Linked DNA regions of Danio rerio: region 2 is linked to region 1. A link is a contact called in public Hi-C data. All regions are on one chromosome and are shown on one strand. Each heading gives the region's core, a stretch centred on a gene start, on an enhancer-like site or on the middle of the called end of the contact. The rest is flanking DNA. Distances are from core to core; before and after follow the strand shown. Region 1 has its middle 17 kb from the start of txnl1. Region 2 overlaps tcf4 (transcription factor 4).

What was found. Hi-C and Micro-C count contacts between places; a contact is called where the count stands out from the background.
Region 2: a Hi-C map of skeletal muscle shows a contact between it and region 1, with 3 times the contacts expected there. The contact joins two enhancer-like sites. A contact is called at or near these places in 4 of 18 Hi-C or Micro-C datasets (caudal fin, embryo, hematopoietic stem cells and 1 more) and 2 of 4 datasets of contacts at active chromatin or transcription factors (caudal fin and embryo).

The regions. Positions count from the first base shown.
Region 1 is chr21:1,381,946-1,384,855 of GRCz12tu, forward strand. No RefSeq gene overlaps it. Among named protein-coding and RNA genes, the nearest start is that of txnl1, 17 kb to the left of the region's middle. Within about 2 kb of position 1,451, at least 4 of the 62 cell types and tissues checked have an H3K27ac peak or open chromatin away from gene starts, as enhancers often do. A contact at or near this core is called in skeletal muscle, where this site is marked.
Region 2 is chr21:1,802,318-1,805,227 of GRCz12tu, forward strand. All of the region lies in intron 8 of tcf4 (transcription factor 4), which reads left to right. Among named protein-coding and RNA genes, the nearest start is that of tcf4, 190 kb to the left of the region's middle. Within about 2 kb of position 1,509, at least 12 of the 62 cell types and tissues checked have an H3K27ac peak or open chromatin away from gene starts, as enhancers often do. A contact at or near this core is called in skeletal muscle, where this site is marked.

The sequences.
Region 1 (2,910 bases), core at 201-2,700:
CACTGCTGTTCCTGACGCGGCCGCTGGGTGGCAGCAGATGACAAATAATTACGCAATTTACGTAAGCGCAGCTCCGCAACAAAAACCAACCTCTTGCAGATTTATGCAGATAGATCTGATCAAAATACATCGCGTTTTGGCTGAAAATTGTCCTTATATTTGTTTAAATTATACCCTACAATTTAAAACACACACGAAATGGGTTCAGTCATTAAAATCAAAATGCTCATTTTATTTTAAACCGCTTGAATCATTATGTGGTGTGTTTTCACGAACGAATAAATACATTTTCCGCGCTTAAAGGAATGCACTTTAAACATTGCCTTTTAAGCACAATAAACTATATAATTTGTGAAGAATAAATGCTAAAATTATAGACCATCAAAAACAAAATGGTGCAAAACTGTTCTCAAGAATTTACGGATAAATTAGATGTTAAAGTCATGTAATGACTGACTATTATTATTATTCTGTTTTCTATTAATTAATACTGTTTAGTTATTAAGAATAAACCCATATTTAAAATAAATACACAATTAAAACATTCATAAATCAGTTTAATTTGATTCATTTAGCTTTAATTTAAAATGAAATCATATAACAGTGTATAATAATGATTTGAATGGCATTAAATTATCAATATAATACTGCTTTAAATATAATAATTAATTTATAATTCTAATTAAATTCGGTGTATAAATGAGGTTCATTAGTAAATATGGGTTAGGTATTTTCATAATGCGCCATTGTTTTCCTTGGGAGTTAAGGATTAATAATACACAAATACTGCTAGGCTTTATATTTAAATTCGTTTATTATATGTATATAAATATAATAAACATCCCTAAATCTTTATTTTAAAGCGTCAAGTAAATTAAATCCAACTATAAAGTAGCTTAAAATATAATTACAATATTTATAAACGCTTTCAATAGGAGATTTGCGTTCATAAGAGAGGAAAAAGAAAAGGCGAACACCTTTCTGTACAAGATAAATTTGTAGCTCCGACTAACATTTATTAAATTTAACATCTACAGAAGTGTACCAAAATAAATACGGCCAGTTCAGCATATTCATGTGTTCACAGTGAAGCCTGCAGAGACCTGACCGGTTCATATGTGAGGTTTATTTTTATATATGAATCTTCTGAGGTGTTTATTTATTTATTTCTGTAGCCGTTCATCTGCTTCAGTATTAAATTCAGATCCTCGAGGCCTGGTTATCTGAAGCTGAAGCTATATATTTATGTGCTGGAACAGGAATTAAATGTGTTCGGTAATGAAATAAGAGCTATAAAATGGCGGTCAGTGTGGATCTGATTTCTATAAAGTCAACAAAAACCCAACAAGAACCACATTACCCTGGAGTCAAGTTCAGGCGCGCGCTTTCTCTCTCTCTTTCTCTCTTAAAGGGCTTTCAGGAATTCAGATGAAATGTCACTACAGGCTGACAGAAATCGGGGAAACAGGTGTCGTGTGAAATCGCACAGTCTGTCTCACGACTCTTCCGAAAAATGAGCAAAAAATAGAAGCGGCCCGACACTTTTATACCAATCACAAATGTCAATCATATTTTTTTTTTCGCGCGCACGCCATGGCTGAAGTGATCCTTCGTTGGCGCTGGCGGGAAATTCCTGACTGAAGTTCAACAAAATGGTGGCGCTTTCCCAGATCAACAACAATGTTTTGTACATTTTATACACTCCGTTTTATGTATATTCAGTTTAATATATAAATATAAGCAGGATATTATGAATATCAGGATATTTATATGTGGAAAATGTGAGTACACCTGCACCACGCACATTCTGAAATGTGTTTAGATATGTAATATTGATGAAGTTGATTTAGAGGGTTAATCAATTATTAATATTGTGTTTTAAGTGATTTCAACGTTGCTAAGGTGTTCCAAGAGAGTTGGTCAGCCTTTTTAACACCATGATGTTCAGATTGTTTTTATGCTAGTAGCTTAATTTTAGATACTAAGTTGTATCTGTTTGTTAAATTATGCCGTTTGTTAATTAAACACTAGTATTTATTTATTAGATACAGTTCTTATTGCAAAAAATAAACCACATATAGGGAATAGCATCCTATAGTAGACACTTTCTTTTGTAATCACTACTAGTAACTTATCTTATTGGGCTCAGCTGCTTTTTATTTGTCTTATAACATAATCAAAATGAACACAGTTCAGTTAATACACTTACTGTAGTAAATAATAATAATCTTAAAACAAACATTTACTCGCAGTAAATAAATAGTAAACGTAGTAAATAAAAACTAGAATGTAAAAAACATATACATACTGTACATAAGTATTGTAGTCACCTACAATTGTATAGGTATAGAATCCCTATTAAATAAGTTGATTGTACTTATTAAATATATAAGGATTTGGTACCTAGATCTATTAAAAACTAGAATCTGATGAATAAGTATCTTAATAAGGTAGTATATGAGGATGAAACTGTTGTAAAAGTGCTAGTGAATAAGTACTTGATGGAATGGGTATCAAAACACAAGCATGAAAATAGATATCAGTATATTTTATTGATTAAATGTTAGATTGGCTTGCCATAGAGAGTTTAGCACATTGCCAAGCCATTGCTATAGTGTTTTGACTGGGCTTCAGCTCATTGCTGAATTGTTCAGACTGGCTTTAGTGTGCTGTTTAACAGCTGTGGTGGTGTTTTAACTGGGTTTTAGTGAGTTGCAAAACACTGTTTTTTTGGGCTCTGCTCTGTTTTACTGAACTATTTTGTTCTGACTGGGTTCTAACTTAATGTGTTTGGATATGTGTTGTCACTGGTTTCTACTGCACTCTCATTTTGACTTTTTTATTGCGTTGCCAAACAATTGCTAAAGGTGTTCGGTCTGGTTTTCAGCATGTTCTCAATGATTTTAGCAC
Region 2 (2,910 bases), core at 259-2,758, 420 kb after region 1:
GATGGGTTGCAGCTGGAATGGCATCCACTGCGTAAAAGATATGCTGGATAAATTGGCGGTTCATTCCGCTGTGGTGAGCCCAGATTAATAAAGGGACTAAGCCGAAAAGAAAATGAATGAATGAATGAATGAATGAATGAATGAATGAATGAATGAGAACTGCAGTACATTAACTTAATATTTAACTTATAACTATATATATATATATAGACAGAAGTATTAACCCTCCTGAATTTTTGTATTTTATAGAAAGTCATAAGAAAAAATAAGATGTATTAAATTAAAGATTTTCCCCCCAATTTAAATAAAGTACCTAATTACTTTTTACATTTATGTATATATATTCTCATAATTTTTAATCAAAAGCAAAAAATATCCATTAAATACATTAATTAATTACTTAAAAACGTTATTTTATTCTTACAATTCCTTATTAAATATGAAAATTTAAATAGCAAAATCTTTCTTTTTTTATTATGTTTATCCATTATATATATATATATATATATTCTCTCACACTTTCCATTAATTTGAAATTTAAATAGCAGTCTCATTTTATTATTATTATAATTATTAATATGTATTTATTTATTTAGTTACTTATTTTAAATATTAAATGTTGAATAAATACAGTAATTATTTACCTAAATATTTTATATGCATTCTCAAATTTTTCAAATAAAAGAGAAAATTTAAATTAAAAAATCGATTTTTTATTATATTTATAATTATTTATTTATGTATTTTTTTATTCATTATTTACTTATTTAATTAGTTATTTTAAATAATAAAGTGTTCATGCTGTGTGTGTGTGTGTGTGTGTGTGTGTGTGTGTGTGTGTGTGTGTGTGTGTGTGTGTGTGTGTGTGTGTGTGCGTGCGCATGCACGTACATGCGTACGTATCTGTGTGTGTGTGCGTGCGTGTGTTTGTTAGAGAGACTGTTTTTATAAGTGTGTTCGTGTGTGTGTGTGTGTGCGTATGCTTGTGTGTGAATGTGTGACAGTGCCTTTGTGTGTGTGTGAGAGACTGTTCATGTGTGTGTAAGAGAGACTATGTATTTTATGTGTGTGCATGTGACTGTCTTCGTATGTGTGTGTGTGCGTGCGTGTGCTTGTGTATGAGAGAGAGTCTTTGGGTGTGTGTGTGTGTGTATGTGTGTGTGCGCAAGTCTCTGTGTGTGTGTGTGACTGTTTTGCATTGTGTGTATGTGTGCGAGAGAGATTGTGATTGTGATTGTGTGTGTGTGTGTGTGTGTGTGTGTGTGTGTGTGTGTGTGTGTGTGTGTGTGTGTGTGTGTGTGTGTGTGTGTGTGTGTGTGTACACGTGTGTAAAACTGTTTTAGTGTGCATGCATGTGTGCGTCTGAATGTGTGAGTGACTGTGTGAGTGTGGGTTCAGGTGTGTCTCCATGGTGACGGTTTGACTGACAGGTAGCGGTCGGAGTGTGCAGTGTGCAGACGGAGGTAAGAGTTTGGCTGCGTCCCAAAACTCAGCCAAAGAAAGAAAGAAAGAAAGCAGCAGCCTCCCTCCCGCACCAGCTGTCCACAGCGCTTGTGTTGGAAGCAGAGTGTGAGAACGCTGTTTAAAACCAACCGTGTGTGTGTGTGTGTGTGTGAACCCTGCAGAACCTCGGGTTGCGTCTTAATGAACATGTGCTTGATTTGCAGTCAGGATTTGTGAGATATCGCTGAACAATCCAGTGTCATTTTGCTGCTTTCCTCCAGCCATGTTCCACTGACACAGATGAAGTCGAGTTCATGATCATAAAGAATTTAAAAAGGCCAAATTAGTAATTTCAGCGCAATCTTGCGAGTTTAATTAGTGTTTGAGACTCATAAAGGAATAATTCAGACACACACACACAAAAAATGAACATTCTGTCATCATTTACTAACCCGCATGACACACAAAAGGAGGAGCTGCTCTTTGATGATGATGAAAAAAAGCATTAATAATCCATACATCAGCATTTATATTACAAGTTCATAGTTCTGTGGACTGAATGATTATAAGACACAAAAGGAGATACTTAGTAGAATGTAAAAATCTGATATTTTAATATACAGTTTGTTCTAAATCAGTAGTTTTGCATACATTTAATTAGTGTCTGAGACAAAAATAATGTTCTGATGTCATTGAAAAACTTGCATGACTTTCTTCTGTAAAACACAAAAGGAGATGTTTAGCAGAATGTGCACGCTGCTATTTTTGTATATAATGAATATGCATGGGAATGCCAGCAGCTAAGCTGCAAAACTGACCAAAAACAAACATTAAAATGAGCTATTATGATGTTTTTGTCTTATTTAGAGCTCAAGTTTCTCTATTTGCATTCACTTTCACTAACAGAGGAGATATATATAGTGAAAATGTCCAAAAACACTTTTATAATTAACAGCTATGGTGTTTGTCGTCCTTTTCTAGAGCTTAAATTTCTCTATTTGCATTCACTTTCACTAAAGGAAAAACGAAAGGAGATATGTGGTGGAATGTGCGCGCTGCTGTTTTATAGTGAAAATGCATGCCAATAAAAGCCTTTAAGATGTAAAAATGACCAAAAACAACATTATAATGAGCTTTTATGATGCTTTTTGTTCTTTTTAGAGCTCTATTCCCTCTATTTGCATTCACTTTCACTTAAGGAGAAACAAAAATAGATGTTTAATATAATGTCCATGATGCTGTTTCATATATCAAGGGAAAATGCATGTCCATGGAAGCGTTTGAACCACAAAAATGACCAAAAAATATATATATTATTATGAGCTATTATGAATTTTCACCTATTGTAGAGCTCAAATTCTTTATTTGCATTCGCTTTCACTATATGTAGAACATATTTTAATATATGTTCTAAATCAGTATTTTGTCTAAGTTTAATTAGTGTCTGATGCATAAAATAATGTTCTG